Linked DNA regions of Mus musculus: region 1 is linked to region 2. Evidence: chromatin contacts called from public promoter capture Hi-C data. All regions are on one chromosome and are shown on one strand. The core of a region is the stretch at or near the end of the contact, and the rest is flanking DNA. Distances in the headings are between cores, read along the strand shown. Region 1 holds the start of Nacad (NAC alpha domain containing). Region 2 holds the start of Myo1g (myosin IG).

What was found. Capture Hi-C pulls out chosen DNA fragments and counts their contacts.
Region 1: a promoter capture Hi-C map of liver shows a contact between it and region 2. The contact joins the promoter of Nacad here to the promoter of Myo1g in region 2. A contact is called at or near these places in 8 of 39 promoter capture datasets (the C10 cell line, the HPC-7 cell line, hematopoietic stem and progenitor cells and 5 more), 3 of 15 datasets of contacts at CTCF or cohesin (the NIH/3T3 cell line, large pre-B cells and pro-B cells), 13 of 484 Hi-C or Micro-C datasets (the 63-12 cell line, ECoMG-derived neutrophils, the G1E-ER4 cell line and 5 more), 10 of 115 datasets of contacts at active chromatin or transcription factors (the 230-238 cell line, the SCID.adh cell line, acute myeloid leukemia and 3 more) and 4 of 9 other capture datasets (adipose tissue, embryonic stem cells, liver and 1 more).

The regions. Positions count from the first base shown.
Region 1 is chr11:6,604,734-6,607,918 of GRCm38.p6, forward strand. Nacad (NAC alpha domain containing) reads right to left here and starts at 1,321. Exons shown (of 8, transcript NM_001081652.1): 1 at 745-1,321. The coding sequence starts at 1,015.
Region 2 is chr11:6,519,667-6,522,467 of GRCm38.p6, forward strand. Myo1g (myosin IG) reads right to left here and starts at 1,292. Exons shown (of 22, transcript NM_178440.4): 1 at 1,076-1,292. The coding sequence starts at 1,188.

The DNA of each region.
Region 1 (3,185 bases), core at 71-2,570, 85 kb after region 2:
TTCTTGCCCATCCTGTCCCTAGATAACTTCTTGCACCCAGCAAGGTGCCCTTGGCTTTGCCCAAGTTACACACAGCCCATCTCCAGCAGGAACCATTTAAACTTAAGAGTATCCTCCAGCCTGCAAGTGGACTGACCTCTACCAACATTTAATGCCCCCTCTTATCCAAGGTCTGCATAGGAAGACCACTGCTGGCCAGGAGAGCTGCTGTTCAGAGCCCCACCTCTCAGACGTGGTTCTGCCGGTGTCCTCTGGCTAGCCTCCCAGGTTCCATCGGCCCTACAACTCCCTTATAAGTCTAGCCGCTTGCTGCCCTAGGCACCCAACGTACCTCTAAGAACCCTCTGGTGGTCACAGGATGAGCCTGCAAGGACCCTTTGGGCCTCCCTGCTTCCAAACCTGCCACCCCACCGTCGGTCCTGGGGCCCAGCTCTCTGTGGACAATGGAATGCAATGTGGCACAGAGACACAACTAAATGGGACTTGGTCCAAAGACTACGGTCCCCACAGCCCAGAGTGAAAGGCCAAGACGCTGCCCTTCATAGCTACAAGGCTAGGAGGATGCTGTCTGCGGCGCCCAGGCCTTCACGAAATCCTGGGGCTTGGGGGTGGGGGAAAGATGCAGGTGGAGGGAATAACCGGTCTGGAAAGACAGGGGAGGGGACTGTGAGGAGGCAGAGGGATGGAGGAGAGAGAAAGCCAGAAAAGGTATTGAGCCAGAAAGGGGAGCCGGCGCGGTCTCACCTGTGCGGGATCCAGGCCCTCCTGCCTCAGGCAGCGGCAGCTCAGCGCCCGCAGCCTCCCCTGGCATGGCCTGGACGTGTGCCTGCCGATACCCCTGTCTCTCTGTCCCTCTGTCCGTCAATGCGCTCGGAGTAGCCAGCACGGCCACCGCCCCTCTGCTGGGGGGGGGGGGGGCGTAAATGACGTCAGCGCTGCCCCGCCCGCCTATCAAGCCGAGTGAGCGTGCGCCAGCGCGCCGAGCACTGCGGAGCGCCAGAGGGAGGGCGCTCATTCCCTTCGTTCACCCCATCGCCTCTCTCCCACTGCTGAGTCTAAGGCCAGAAGGCTGCGCCCTGCCCCGCCTTTCCCGCAGCATCCAAGGGGGGCCGCTTGGAGGCCAGACTCCTCCCAAGGTGACATCGCCTCTTAACTGGAAAGAGACAAAAGGTGTCTCCAGAACCAGGGGTGCGGGTTAATATGGGGAGATAGCTATATATTCTGCAGAGGGGGCAGGGCCACTTTAATAAGTGATGGCCCAACCTATCGCTCAATGACTGGACAGAGGACACAGGGAGCCCAGTGAAGGAGCCTAAGCTCCTAAGCCCCAAGATGAGCGAAAACAGCAGCTCAGGATTGGCTGGTCCTGGCAGACAGTCTCCATAGCAACTACCTCCTGTCTCTGTGGCAACGGGAGATGGAACTGAGTGCGCCAGAGAGTGGTTCCAGACAATCTCTTGGGCTGAGCTGGATCTTTGACTTCTAGCTTGGCGGTCTGCTTTGTTTCCTTCACCGTTCAGCTCTTTAGGACAGGGAAGAAATGTACCTCACTCACTATTCCCGCCAGCCCTGGGCCACACCCCCAGAGATGATGCTTACTATTTCCCTTCCTGAAATGCACTATGTTTCCATCCTGGCGTTTGCAGTGCCCAGCCCGTCCCCCCTTCCCAGTGCCAGGCACCAGATGAATGAATGACACATTGTCATCTGTGAGCTGAAGTCGGGGAAATTAGTGGCTATTGAGGCAAACAAGGAGGGAGTGTCCAATGTATAGGATCTTCTGAGTCTACAGGAAGTCAGGTGCTGTTCCCTACTTCCCTATACCTGACTTGAGGTGCACACCAAGGTACCCCTGGCACCCTTACCACATCCAAACATAAGACCAGCATCTTCTGCAAAACTGCCCCACCCTCTCTGTTGCTGACAACCCACCCCGTCCTTCTGATATTTGACTTTATAGTCCACGTAAGGACCCCTTACTTCACCTCCAAGGATCTAAGTTGATTCCTCCTGTGAAACCCCTCCTCCTTCTTTGGAGACAGGTTTTTGTTTATTTTCTATTCTGTGTAGTCCTGGCTGTCCTGGAACTCACGCTGTAGACAGGCTGGCCTGGAATTCCCAGAGATCATCTGCCTGTGCCTCTGGAGTGCTGGGACCAAAGAAAGGTGTGTGCCACCACCCAGCCCCTAGTTGCCTTTTTTGTTCCTGGTGTTTATCACGGCAACAGGAAGCAAATTAATCAATCCAGCAACTGGTACCAGAAAATGAGTTTGTGGCTGTGGTGATCTGACCATGTTTTGTGGGAAGATTGTGGAAGTATCTGGAGCTTTGGGCTGGAAAAGACCATTGGCTGCTGAGAGCTTAATGAGCTGTTGTAGGGGTTTGGAGACAGGAAAGTTGAGAGAGATACAGATGATGGAGACCAGGCTTGTTAAAGCAGCAACTTTACGGGGGGCTTTTGTATAATTTTCTTTTGAATCTGTGGTTTCTGGTTAGCTGGAGCTGAAGGGTCAGCTGTGTTTTTGTTTGTTTTTCGAGACAGGGTTTCTTTGTATAGCCCTGGCTGTCCTGGAACTCACTTTGTAGACCAGGCTGGCCTCAAACTCGCCTGTCTCTGCCTCCCGAGTGCTGGGTCTAAAGGCGTGCGCCACCACGCCCGGCTTCAGCTGTGGTTTTAACAAGAGACCAGCACCACTGAAATGAAACCTTTGCTTTCCTCAGAGACTTGACAATGGTTAGCTAGGACTAGAAAGAAAAGGTAAGCTGTGATTACTAGAGACCAGCATCACTGAGGCAAATCTGAAAAGTATTTGCTCACGTCAGCACACAGCACTTGAGACCCAGTAGGACCAAAGCTTTCTTTCAAGCTGGCAGCTGAGCTCAGCATTGGGTAAGAGTATCCCAGATGGTTTTGAAATTACTTTACTAGTACTGAAGACATGAAGGGCTATAGCGAGCAGCTGAGAACGCAGTACTTTGGAGATAGATAGTGGTCTGTAGGACCACTAGTACCAGCTGTGGGTGGAGTCTGGGAGACAGCCTTCATGTAGGAAGAGCTCAGGCCTGTTTGGAGCCCAGATTGCAGTATCTTCTAGCTACACTGCTAGAGGCTTACTTTGTAACTGTGCCCTGGTTCTTCCCTTGTGGAATACTTATTTTGTGTATTACTTATTTTGGATTTTAAA
Region 2 (2,801 bases), core at 42-2,541:
GGCCACCGTCCCTCTCCAGCACATCTCAAACTCCTCCACCCTTCCGTTTACTAACCATATTAGAAGCAGGAACCTAGGGCTGTACCTCTCTTGGGTTTTGTGCTCTGGGAGGAGTACTAGCCTCCTTGGGGCCCCAACTGTCCTCTCGGTGTGTGGGGCCCGCTCAACCCCAGGCAGGCCTCTTCAGGGTTCCTCTTTCTCTGCCCCCTCTGACAAGTCACGCCCTGGGACTACAAGTTTTGTGACCTGCAGCCACTGTCTTCCTCGGCTCAGCATACAAAGCATGGAGGGCATGCTTGTGAGCTTGCTTTTCGAGAGAATGAGGCAGTCTAACAAAGCATTGAACTCATTTCCTGGATAAAGCTCTCCATGTGGCAGCCTAGGACCTCCATCTCTGCACCTAGTGAGATTCCTGGTCCCCAGTTGCTCTCTAAGGAGCTTCCTAGCACACAACAATCCTCCCTAGGAGGTGTGTATGAAGTCCAGCCGCACACAAGGCCATTTAACATGCTGTGCTTCTAGCTCCTGGACCCCTCCCTGCTTTTTTCAGTGAGAAAGCAGGCTGCACTGTCAATTCTCCTAGTCCTAGCCTGTGACCCCTCCCATGAACAACTCCCAACCCAGAACATCATATCAGCATCATATCAGCTTGCTTCGATTATTGCGATTCTGGGGTGGAGGGCACTTCATTTTGGAGTTCCTAAGGAAACTCAAGTCGGGTCACACATGGGACCCAGGGGGAAAGCATCAGCAGGTGACAGAGAGGAGATGCAGTACATTCCTGGTCCCCATGCCTTTGCCTGTCTTCCTCAGGACTCTGGGCTTGTCAACCAGGGTGTTGTGAGGGTGGCTGGGCAGCTCCATTCCTGACAGCTGGTTACTTTCTGAGTGGCCATTATCTCCTGGAGATGCTATCATTTCAGCCTGTATTGTCTAGGTATGTGTAGCCTTGTCCCCATTCCTGACGATGGGACCAGGGTACCTTCAGGGCTTCTCTCAGGTCTGTGTGGATGATAAGGGAGGAAAGGAAGGAAAGAAGCCCAGTACCGCATCCCCACCCCCACCTCACATCTACCTGAGCTCTAGGTTCTTCATGAAGTCCTCCATGGTCAGTTGATCCAAAAGCACGAAGTCTGGTTTCCCATACTCAGGGCCTTCTTCGTCCTCCATCCTGCCCACTGCAAGCATCCAAGGCAGGTCGCCAGAGCTTTCTGTACAGAGGTGAAGGGGAAGGCAGAAAGGGGAGGCCCAGCCCTGCCTGACTACTGCAGTACTTCAGTAAAGTAGGAAGTGGGTTCTGCCCGGGGAGTTTGGCCCTGCCCATTGCTACTCCCCTGCCTTGGTGCTTCAGACACTGCTTCCTGCTCCCTGGCCCACAAGGTCCATGCCTAACTGTCTGTCCTGATGGGGTCTTTACTGGCTTCCTTAAAGCTCTTCCCAAGCTAGGTTTGGCCATACCTGTCTGTAATCCCAAGCACTCCAAAGATTACGGGCAGGCTGGAATTCTCCCTCCCCTTGTCTGTCTGTCTTCCTTCCTTCCTTTGCTCCCTCCCTCTTTCCGTCTCTCTCTCTCTCTCTCTCTCTCTCTCTCTCTTTCTTTCTTTCTTTCTTTCTTTCTTTCTTTCTTTCTTTCTTTCTTCTATCTCTGTAGTCCAAGCTGGCCTCCCCAAAGTAGCTAGGATTATACCAGGCTCAGTAAGAAAGGATGCTTCTTCTTCTTTCTTTCTTTCTTTCTTTCTTTCTTTCTTTCTTTCTTTCTTTCTTTCTTTCTTTTTTTGGTTTTTCAAGACAGGGTTTCTCTGTGTGTCCTGGAACTCACTCTGTAGACCAGGCCAGCCTTGAACTCAGAAATCTACTTGCCTCTGCCTCCCAAGTGCTGGGATTAAAGGCATGTGCCACCACGCCTGGCAGGATGCTTCTTTTAAAACGTTTTAAACATCTATTTTGTGTACAAGTGCTTTGTCTACATGTATAAGTGCACCATATGCATGCTGGGTGTCTGCAGAGGGCTAGAGGGCTGGGTGGCCGTAAACTGCAGACCTTTGCAGGAGCAGTCAGTGCTCTTAACTTCTGAGCCATCTCTCTAGCCCAATAGATATTTCTTTTATTATTATTATTTTGGTTTTTTTTTTTTTTTTTTTTGGTTTTTCGAGACAGGGTTTCTCTGTATAGCCCTGGCTGTCCTGGAACTCACTTTGTAGACCAGGCTCCAGGCTTGCCTCGAACTCAGAAATCGGCCTGCCTCTGCCTCCCAAGTGCTGGGATTAAAGGCGTGCCAACAGATATTTCTTGGCCTCTCGTGGTTACCCAGCTGAACATCGCTGCCCCAGAGCTCAACATCAGCCAGGGGTGGCCACAATAGAGTTTAAACCATAAAGACTTCCTGCCTGACCCAGCAGATGAGGCAGTGGTGGGGACTCGGCACCCTGCGATTCCTCCCCACAGTGACAAGGGAGCGGAAGAGTACACTCTCCAGCCCTCTAGTGGGCTAGCCTTTGGTAGGACCCTCTTGCATATGCTCAGCTTCGTTCTCTCATCCAGCCTCTGAGATAAAACCATTAACTCTTGGAGCTCTGGGGCCTCATCTTAGCTCTCACAGGTCTTGGCTTATGGTTGAGCTTGTAGATTAGTGGTACATTGAAAAATGGCTAGGCGACCACTCAGGTTTCTCTGTGCAGTCCTCCCTCCTGATTACAGGGTCTGCCAGTGGGCAGCTCTCTCTGCTCCCTTGATGGCAGGCCCAAATGTTCCCAAATATGTGTTATTTGCAGGCCAATTTTGAGAGAGCTTGTATTCACAGA